Linked DNA regions of Mus musculus: all the other regions are linked to region 1. A link is a contact called in public HiChIP or PLAC-seq and promoter capture Hi-C data. All regions are on one chromosome and are shown on one strand. Each heading gives the region's core, a stretch centred on a gene start, on an enhancer-like site or on the middle of the called end of the contact. The rest is flanking DNA. Distances are from core to core; before and after follow the strand shown. Region 1 holds the start of Bdp1 (B double prime 1, subunit of RNA polymerase III transcription initiation factor IIIB). Region 2 overlaps Marveld2 (MARVEL (membrane-associating) domain containing 2). Region 3 has its middle 11 kb from the start of Naip1.

Region 1 (2,941 bases), core at 114-2,613:
ACTGCCAGTACCGCAGGACTCTTCCATCACCCTTGAAATCTCATCATATTTAATATATTCTTGTTGATCTTGTTCATTTATTTTGTATTTTCTCCTCTGTAACATACAATGTCTTATTTATTGCTCCGTTGATATCTCTGGAAGCAATAAATTTTGCAACATTCGTGTGCAAAATGTGGAGTATAATCATTTTTGACAGTTTTTATTTTAAAGTGTACAAAAGCCCATATAGTGGATGTCCTGTGAAGTGTTTCATGGCTTCTCTTTGCGATTTCCTCACACAGAATTTCAACCTTTTTTTTTACTCAATTAAAAATTTCTTGGCGGAGGTTGGGGGTTGGACAGATGGCTCAGTAGATCCATTTCCTGCTCTTCCAGTAGGTCCTAGTTTTGGTTCCCAGCACCAGCATCAGGAGTCTGATAACTACCTGTAACTTTTCAGTCTCCCGCAAACTCGCTCTCTCCATACTCATAGTTAAAACTTTTTTTTTTCCTAGCAGGGTATGGTAGCCTATACATACCTGTAATCTCAACATTGAGCCCGTGCAGGCAGGAGGATCAAGAGTTGAAGGGCAGCCTTAGCTATAAGAGGCCCTGTCTCAAAAACCCTAAAACAAACAGGTTCTATGCTCTGGGGATGCACTGGTGCTAAGGCACTACTCTCATACTATTTTATCTTATTGTAATTTTGAGGTAAGTCTTGTCAGATAGTCCAGGGCTCGGAACTTGTGACCTCTTTATTTCGGTTTCTCCAGTGCTGGGATTGCAGGCACGCACCACCATGCTCTGCATTCTTGCACACTTTGACTCTTCTCGAAAACTCCTTAATAGTTCATAAAAGATTCAGTTAAGTAGGTTGGGGATGGACGTTCCATGGCAGTGTGCATGCCGAGAATGCAGGGTTTGTGAGGGATCCTGGGTTCAAACCCTAGCACCACTGGCGAGAAATTAAAAGTTTGAGCCGGGCAGGCAGGGGTGGCGCACGCTTTTAATCCCAGCACTTGGGAGGCAGAGGTAGGCAGATTTCTGAGTTCGAGGCCAGCCTGGTCGACAGAGTGAGTTCCAGGACAGCCAGGGCTACACAGAGAAACCCTGTCTCGAAACGGCCCCCCCCCCAAAAAAAAAAAAAAAAAAGTTTGACCTGGAGGATTCAGCTGCTTCCGCTCTCTCTTTTCAACAACTCCCAAGGTCTTACAAAGGAAAGAATATCTGTCTTCGAATCAAAAAAAAAAAAAAAAAAAAAAATCTCTGGTTTACAGGTAACCGAAGCTACAGAGCGTTGCAGTTGCTATGGCTCCCGGCGCCCGGAGTCTGACGTCATCGTCGGCGCCGAATGATTACGCATTGCTTCCGGCGCCTTTCGCGAGCCGGGACGCGGGGAGGAGAAACTTAGCTTTTAGTGTGGCAGGGTCATGAAGAGGAGGCGGTGGCGGGAGAGCGGAGGAGGCGGAGGGGGCGCAAAACTGCGGTAGCCAGCGCTGGACTGGTGGTTGTGGACGTGTGGGAGGGTGAGAGTGTCAGCCTGCGGGCAGCGGCCGGGGCTCTGGGCTGAGCGCGGCCGCGGAGCCGCCGCTCTCGGCCCCCTGGCTCCGCCATGTTCCGCAGGGCACGCCTTAGCGTGAAGCCAAATGTCAGGCCTGGTGTAGGGACCAGGGGCTCCGCCGCTCCCAATCCCCAGCGTGGACCAGAGGCTCCCAGGCCTCCGGAGCCTGCCACCGAGTCAGCTCCGAAGCCAGCGGAGCCCACAGATGTGCCTGCAGTGGATTCCGGGGGAGCAGAACCCCAGGAACAGGCTCCCGGGAGCAGGTAAGGTCTTCTATCAAGCTGAGCTGTTGGATTTTTACCACGGAGCACCTCTCCTGCAACAAGCTTTTGATTTGAGCTGGATGAAACCACTTCTAGTTGTAGTTTTATTCCGTGATCTGAGGGTGCGACTACTATGACTCTGTCACGATCTTAAGATTCCCGAGGAGACAGTGTCTTGCCTTATCTTACAGAGATGGGAATCCAGGCTTAAGGATTTTGAAGTCAAGAATGTAGACGCACCATCACTTGGAAATTTAATTAATTGTCCTGGAGTACTTTACACTGAAAGCACTTTGGGATTTTCATTTTGTGGATATTTATTTTTGAAAGGAGAGCACCAGTGCTGATTTTTTTTCCTCCCTCCACGCGGTGATGCGGTTGAACCCAAGGCCTCATGGAGTGTTAGGTAAACGCCCTGCCCCTGAGTCAAAGGGAAGAGGCTTAGGTTACTTATTTTGGTTCGAGTGCATACTTCTTTATTGTAACTACGTTTCCTGAATCAAGACGCCTGGCTTTAGTGACAAATACCACATTTGAATTTAGGACGCTCCTACTTAGCTTAGCAAGTTTAAGTAGGTTGTTCTCAGAGAAAATTTGTTCCTGGTGTCAAGTTAGTACCTCCTTTAGGACAATATTGTGAGATCAGATAGGATTACATAAACTGCCTTACATGCCACATGGTAGAATAGTTCCCCCAAATTTACTAAAAAAAAAAATTTGATTACTTTCAAAAAAAGGTGATGAGACCGAGTATGGTGTCACAACTTTAGTCCTAGCAATAGGGAGGCAGAGGCCACCCTGCTTTAGGACAGTCAGCCCCATAGTGAGAACCCGTCTCAAAAAACAAAACAGTGGAGAAAGGTGATGGTACAAATTAAATATGTGACGGGTTAATATGGTGACTGTAGTGTTTTATAATATACAGAGGAAAAAGCCAGTAAGTAATCACATTAAGTGACAGGGAGATGGTACAATTTATGTTTGCATAGTAACAGCATTTCTTCTGTTAATCAGAGTTTGTGCTGTGTGTTATTTTGGCATTCCAATTATGCACCATGATTTCAACATTTTTTTTTTTAAACTTGGATCTGTTTGAAAATTTTCTGCTTAGAATAGAAATACCAGTATTGGTCAC
Region 2 (2,941 bases), core at 331-2,830, 490 kb before region 1:
TACCTGCTGTTTTGTGTGTGCTCCTTATTGGCTGGTTTTGAAACCTTCCTGTGTTCGCCGAGAATGTTTTAAGAATACTTTTCCTTAATCAGAAGATAAACTGGATGGCTGGAGAGACAGCGGTTAAGTGCACATACTATTCTTGCTGAGAATCTGAGGTCTTCCCAGTACCCACTGTTATGAAATATAAGGGCGAGGGGGTACCTGGCAGGCCCATGCCAAGGTGTGCCCTGAGTATGCCATGTAACAGATCTGCTATAAAGTTTGTTGGGGGAAGGGAGAGGAGTGAGACCTGGGAAGGGGTTTGGCAGGCAGTGAACATGTGGGCAGGCAGATAAATACCACCAGGCTAATAAATACTTTCTTGAAAAGAACTGGAAAGTCATAAATACCCGTAGGTCACAGCACTCATGTGATGTCTCCTGTTGGAAAGAATTTAATGACAAACCAGGCATGGAAATGCATGCCTGTGATCCCAGCACGTAGAATCCCAGACCCAGTCAGAGGTAGGAGGCTCCTAGAAAGTTACAGGCCCACGAGGGCTAAAATCAATAACAACAAAACAGGTCAGGAGAGAGTCCTCGGAAGTGCTTCAAGGTGAGTTCCCAGACGACTGGGTCATTCCAGCTCAGACTTACAGACAGGGAGATCCCAGCCTGGTGCACTTGGCAAGACCCAGGCCACCAGTTGGAGTGTCTCTCTCTCTCTCTCTCTCTCTCTCTCTCTCTCTCTCTCTCTCTCTCTCTCTCTCTCTCTCTCTTTCTCTCTCTCTCTCTCTCTCTCTCTTTCTCTCTCTCTCTCTCTCTCTCTCACACACACACACACACACACACACACACACACACACAATAAAGATATAGAGCTGGCTGGTCAGTGGTAACGCACACCTTTAATCCCAGCACTCAGGAGGCAGACACAGACAGATCTGAGTTTGTGACCAAACTGGTCTACAGAGTGAGTTCCTGGACAGACAGGGCTACACAGAGACACACCTGACTTGAAATAACCAAACAAGGAAAAAAAAAAAAAAAAAAGATAAAAAGCTGGCCTGCAGTGGCAAACACCTTTAATCCCAGAGCTTGGAAGGCAGAGGCAGGGGGATCTCTTGAGTTTGAGTCCAGCCCAGTCTACAGAGTGGGTTCCAACCATCTCAAAACACTAAAATACAAAAACCTAGATTTGTGTAATATTTGCTTTTATTTTGGGCTAAAGCTAGATTAGGTCTCTTTTCAGAAACAAATGTCTTTGTGCTTACTTATTTCATTTTAATGTAATTTCATTATACTAAAGCTTTTGATGTTCATACCAGATGATAGAACAAGGGATTAGGCTGAAGTCACATGACCTCAAAGCAGATCTACCTGATTGAGCAGTGACAGATGACAGAAGGTACAAGAGGCCTTTTGTAAACCTGAACACCCTGACGTGTAGTTGTAGAGTTTTGGCTTGGTAATGTTACTGGTAAGAAATTTTCTTGAGCCAAAGAATAGTTCATTGTTAATAAAGGGTGGACTCTGGAGGTTGTGTGTACCGACCGGTTCGGCCTATTGTCTCCACAATGCTATTCACATACACAGAAGCAATTCACCAAGACCGAAGTCACAACATTATTAGTCAGCATAAAAGGGGGAAAGGGAGAAAGGCGACTGGGAAACAGGAGACATTGTCTGATTAACAGGAGAAAGATTCGGTTTCTTCTTTATGAGGAAGGAAGGTGACACAGAGATGGCTGTCAGTGAGTGTGGGAAGCCGCCCCCACATTCGCCGTCACAAGATGGCGCTGACATCCTGTGTTCTAAGTTGGTAAACAAATAATCTGCGCATGAGCCAAGGGTATTTACGACTACTTGTACTCTGTTTTTCCCGTGAACGTCAGCTCGGCCATGGGCTGCAGCCAATCAGGGAGTGATGCGCCCTAGGCAATGGTTGTTCTCTTTAAAATAGAAGGGGTTTCGTTTTTCTCTCTCTCTTGCTTCTTGCGCTCTCTTGCTTCTTACACTCTGGCCCGATAAAGATGTAAGCAATAAAGCTTTGCCGTAGAAGATTCTGGTTGTTGTGTTCTTCCTGGCCGGTCGTGAGAACGCGTCTAATAACAATTGGTGCCGAATTCCGGGACGAGAAAAAACTCCGGACTGGCGCAGGAGGGATACTTCATTTCAGAACCAGAACTACGGATCACGTTTATAAAGGTTCCCGTAACACAGACTGTTGAGAAGGATTCAACTGCCGAATTCAGAACTCATCAGCTGGGGAACGACGGTGATAAAGGTTCCCGTAAAGCAGACTGTTAAGAAGGATTCAACTGTATGAATTCAGAACTTTTCAGCTGGGGAACGAGGTAAGTCTGATCTTGAACTTTCTAAGGAAATTCAAGACAGTCTATCAGAAGTAAAGTGGAAAATGGCTTTACAAGTTATGTTTGGCCTTAAATTTTTTCTAGTGTTAGAAGCCCTTTTGTTCCTTTTCACATGTTATATAGTGCTTAAGATAGGGCTGAAAATTCTAGAGGAAATTCAGGACAGTCTATCAGAAGTAAAGCGGGGAGAGAGAGTAGGAGCAAGGAGAAACGGTAAGTATACAGGCCTTTCCAAGGGTCTTGAACCCGAGGAAAAGTTTAGGTCAGGTAAGAATACCTGGAGAGAGATTAGAAGAAAAAGAGGAAAAAGGGAAAAGAAGAAAGATCGATTAGCGGAGGTCTCTAGGAGATACTCGTCACTAGATGAGCTCAGGAAGCCAGCTCTTAGTAGCTCTGAAGCAAGTGAAGAATCCTCCTCTGAGGAAACAGACTGGGAGGAAGAAGCAGCCCATTACCAGCCAGCTAATTGGTCAAGAAAAAAGCCAAAAGCGGCTGGCGAAAGTCAGCGTACTGTTCAACCTCCCGGCAGTCGGTTTCAAGGTCCGCCCTATGCGGAGCCCCCGCCCTGCGTAGTGCGTCAGCAAT
Region 3 (2,941 bases), core at 203-2,702, 360 kb before region 1:
ATTTTAGCCAAACCCTTCCCCCCTTTGTTTTGCTTTCTGTTGGAACATCTTATCACCTCAACAGAAGTGAAATCAGAACAAAGACCTAAACTCATTGTCAGAGGGGATAGTCCCAGTTTTAGATTTCATTTCCATGCTTGATAAGGTTACGATGAATATTGTCGCAATGCTTCAAAGGGAATTTACTTTTTCATAATCATTGAGAGAAGTCTTGTTTAAAGATTACAGAAGTAGAAGCTGGGTGTGTTTCTCAGCATAAGAGCACATGTTTAGTGTGTGTAAGGGCCTAGTGTCCATCCCTAGCACAGAGAGAGACAGAGACAGAGAGAGACAGAGACAGATAGAGACATAGACAGAGACACACACAAAGAGAGACACAGAGAGAGAGAGAATGGTAATCAAACTTGGGTCTTTAATTTCCTATTTCCTTCTTGTAACTTCATAATATATTATTTTGGTGTTCTTTCACTAAGTGTGTACTTTCTTGGGGAAGGGGTCATGTATTAGGGACTCATGTCAAATGTGCACATTTTCCTTTCTTTTCCTTGAGTGCTGTAGTTTAAACAGTCTCCTGTATGCTAGATAAGCATTCTATCCTGAATTAGTCCTAAACCCTTCATATTCTTGTCATTTAGTCTGACAATTTTTATCTTTTAATTAAAGCACTTAGTCCATTTACACTTAGTATATAAATTAAATTAATATGTAGTACATATTAATATTAAATATACTTAGTACCCTTATATTCAAGTGTACATGTAACCACTGATTCTTTGGGGAGTCAAACTATACATTGTGGTATTGGTTTAAACCATTGCATCTTCTGAATTGTATTTTTAAACGTTCTAAATTTTTCCTAATTAGTTAGAAACTTGTATGTTGTTTTTATTCTTTAGTGGAATTTCTAAACTTGAGTTCCCTAGAAAATAACATAAGGCAAAGATAAAGTATTGTTACTTCATTTGAGAGGTGCCACCTGGGGATTGGTGTTGAGGAAGAACAGGGAAAATGCAAGGGGAAATACTGTGTGGTCCAGTGTGTTAGCATGGTGGCCTCAAGCTGTGAGTAGATGCAGGCACTTCCTGGCAAATGTGCCTTCTTGGAATGTGCAGTTATAAAGAGGGCCACAAGGAAACATCTCTGAGCAGCCTAGAGAAGGGAGAGAAAAATAGTCAGTCTATCTGTCTGTCTGTCTGTCTGTCTGTCTGTCTGTCTGTCGTGTGTGGAGGTGGAGGTGGTGCATGCTTGCCTTCCCTTGCATGTTGGAGGTCAGAAGACAACTTAGAGCTAACAGTTTCAGCCTCCACCATGTAGGTCCAGGCATGGAACTCAGGGTGTCAGGTTTGGCAGCAAACTCCTTTATCTGCTGAGCCATCTTGCTGGTGTGAGCCACCACACCTAGTTTTATGTGATGCTGGGAATGAAACCCGAGGGTGTATACTTGTGAGTCATGCACTCTCCCATCTGAACTACATGCCTGGTTCTCATTTTAATAGTGTGGTATTGTATACAGCTCTGAAAGGTACAGTGACAAATCAGGACAGGTAGGCTTGGTGACTTCAGGTTGGACTCCTGTCAGCAAAGGAAGCTGAGCCAGGGCAGCAGTGCTGGAGTAGAGAAGGTAAGCCTCAGCTCTGAGAAGACAGGGCTCAAGGGGATCGAGAAGGCGGCGTCAGGAGCTTCCCTCTGATCATCATACAGCACGACAACCAAAGTTAATATGTCCCTTCCTCCCCCACAGACAGTAAAAGGATCAAAAGAACCTTCATTCATTTGACTCCTTCCTCAAATATAATTATTATATATCTCATTCTTTTTCTGTTACACAAGACATTAATATGCTTTAATCAGTTACTGTTTGTTAAGATGTAATGTATTTACCACTTTCTTGGCTCTTCATTCCTTTAAGGTCCATTTAAGATTTCTCTTTTTTTAAATTTTAATCATAGTAACATTCAAAATGTAGTATATGCTATATATTTAAGTGAGTAAAAATAATATAATCAAAAGAAATACTGGGAACTAGTACAAATCATTAAGTCTAAATAAAAGATCAACAGAATTTATAAATCTTGAAGTAGATTGATCAATAAAATAGAAGACCAAATTACTAACATCCAGAAAAGGATAATGGCTGACGAAAGGGCTCAGAGGCAAATGCCACTAGGCCCAGTGACCTGAGTTCAGTTTCTGGGGCTCACAAGGTAGGAGGAAAGTGATTGCTGCAAGTTGCCCTCTGGCATCCACACATGTGCTGTAGGGAAAAGATAAATAAAAGATGATCTAGGTAAGATGGTGAACTCCTGCAATTACAGCATTTGGAAAGCTGAGACAAGGCAGTTGCCTCCAGTTCAGGGTCATCTTGAGTTAAGGTAAGATCTTGTGCCAAAAAAACCAAAACAAAACAAGAAATGAAAGATACAATTCTAAAATGTCAAAATTTACATATTTATTCCCCAAAGACATATTTTGTCCTATGACAGTGTAGTGACACATGTCTTTAATCCTAACACTTGGGAAACAAAGGCAGGCCTGGTCTACATAGTTCCAGCACAGCCAGCGTCTATCTAGAGAGACTGTCTCAAAAAAAAAGAAAACAGACAAAAAAGCATCTCTTCTTTTTACTAGTTCTCAGGTTCTGTTGTAATCCTTTTTAGTTGTGTAAGTTGTTTGACCTCAGCATCCCTTTCCCTTTAAAGAGACACAGTATGAGCTGGGTATGGTGGCATACTCCTTCAATCCCAACATTGGAGAGGCAGAGACAGAGACAGTGACAGTTCGATATCTTAGTTTGAGGCTAGCCTGTCTATATAGCAAGTCTCAAGACAACTAGAGCTACTGTATACGAGATCTGTTTCAAGAAAGGAAACATGAAGGGGAGAGTCAGTTTCCCTTAAGCGTATGGAGTATGTCCACTGTTAGGCGGACCACATTCCATTGG

The links. Promoter capture Hi-C pulls out the DNA fragments that hold promoters and counts their contacts. HiChIP or PLAC-seq counts read pairs in DNA pulled down with a chosen protein or histone mark.
Region 2: a contact with region 1 is called in a promoter capture Hi-C map of hematopoietic stem and progenitor cells. The contact joins the enhancer-like site here to the promoter of Bdp1 in region 1. A contact is called at or near these places in 17 of 39 promoter capture datasets (the 3T3-L1 cell line, 3T3-L1-derived adipocytes, the C10 cell line and 12 more), 1 of 15 datasets of contacts at CTCF or cohesin (pro-B cells), 9 of 484 Hi-C or Micro-C datasets (adipose-derived mesenchymal stem cells, cerebellar granule neurons, cerebellum and 6 more) and 18 of 115 datasets of contacts at active chromatin or transcription factors (the 230-238 cell line, astrocytes, bone marrow-derived dendritic cells and 13 more).
Region 3: a contact with region 1 is called in an H3K27ac HiChIP or PLAC-seq map of trophoblast stem cells, with 4 times the contacts expected there. The contact joins the enhancer-like site here to the promoter of Bdp1 in region 1. A contact is called at or near these places in 15 of 39 promoter capture datasets (the 3T3-L1 cell line, 3T3-L1-derived adipocytes, the C10 cell line and 9 more), 1 of 15 datasets of contacts at CTCF or cohesin (pro-B cells), 15 of 484 Hi-C or Micro-C datasets (the C10 cell line, the C3H10T1/2 cell line, adipose-derived mesenchymal stem cells and 7 more), 17 of 115 datasets of contacts at active chromatin or transcription factors (the 230-238 cell line, bone marrow-derived dendritic cells, bone marrow-derived macrophages and 9 more) and 4 of 9 other capture datasets (embryonic stem cells, liver, macrophages and 1 more).

What each region holds. Positions count from the first base shown.
Region 1 is chr13:100,102,492-100,105,432 of GRCm38.p6, reverse strand. It overlaps Bdp1 (B double prime 1, subunit of RNA polymerase III transcription initiation factor IIIB), which reads left to right and starts at 1,363. Exons shown (of 39, transcript NM_001081061.1): 1 at 1,363-1,806. The coding sequence starts at 1,595.
Region 2 is chr13:100,593,025-100,595,965 of GRCm38.p6, reverse strand. It overlaps Marveld2 (MARVEL (membrane-associating) domain containing 2), which reads left to right. Exons shown (of 7, transcript NM_001038602.4): 7 at 1-9. Among named protein-coding and RNA genes, the nearest start is that of Gm24261, 9.9 kb to the left of the region's middle. Within about 2 kb of position 1,580, at least 120 of the 459 cell types and tissues checked have an H3K27ac peak or open chromatin away from gene starts, as enhancers often do. A contact at or near this core is called in bone marrow-derived dendritic cells, bone marrow-derived macrophages, cerebellar granule neurons and 9 more, where this site is marked.
Region 3 is chr13:100,462,197-100,465,137 of GRCm38.p6, reverse strand. It overlaps a transcript of Gtf2h2 not described here. Among named protein-coding and RNA genes, the nearest start is that of Naip1, 11 kb to the right of the region's middle. Within about 2 kb of position 1,452, at least 34 of the 459 cell types and tissues checked have an H3K27ac peak or open chromatin away from gene starts, as enhancers often do. A contact at or near this core is called in trophoblast stem cells, where this site is marked.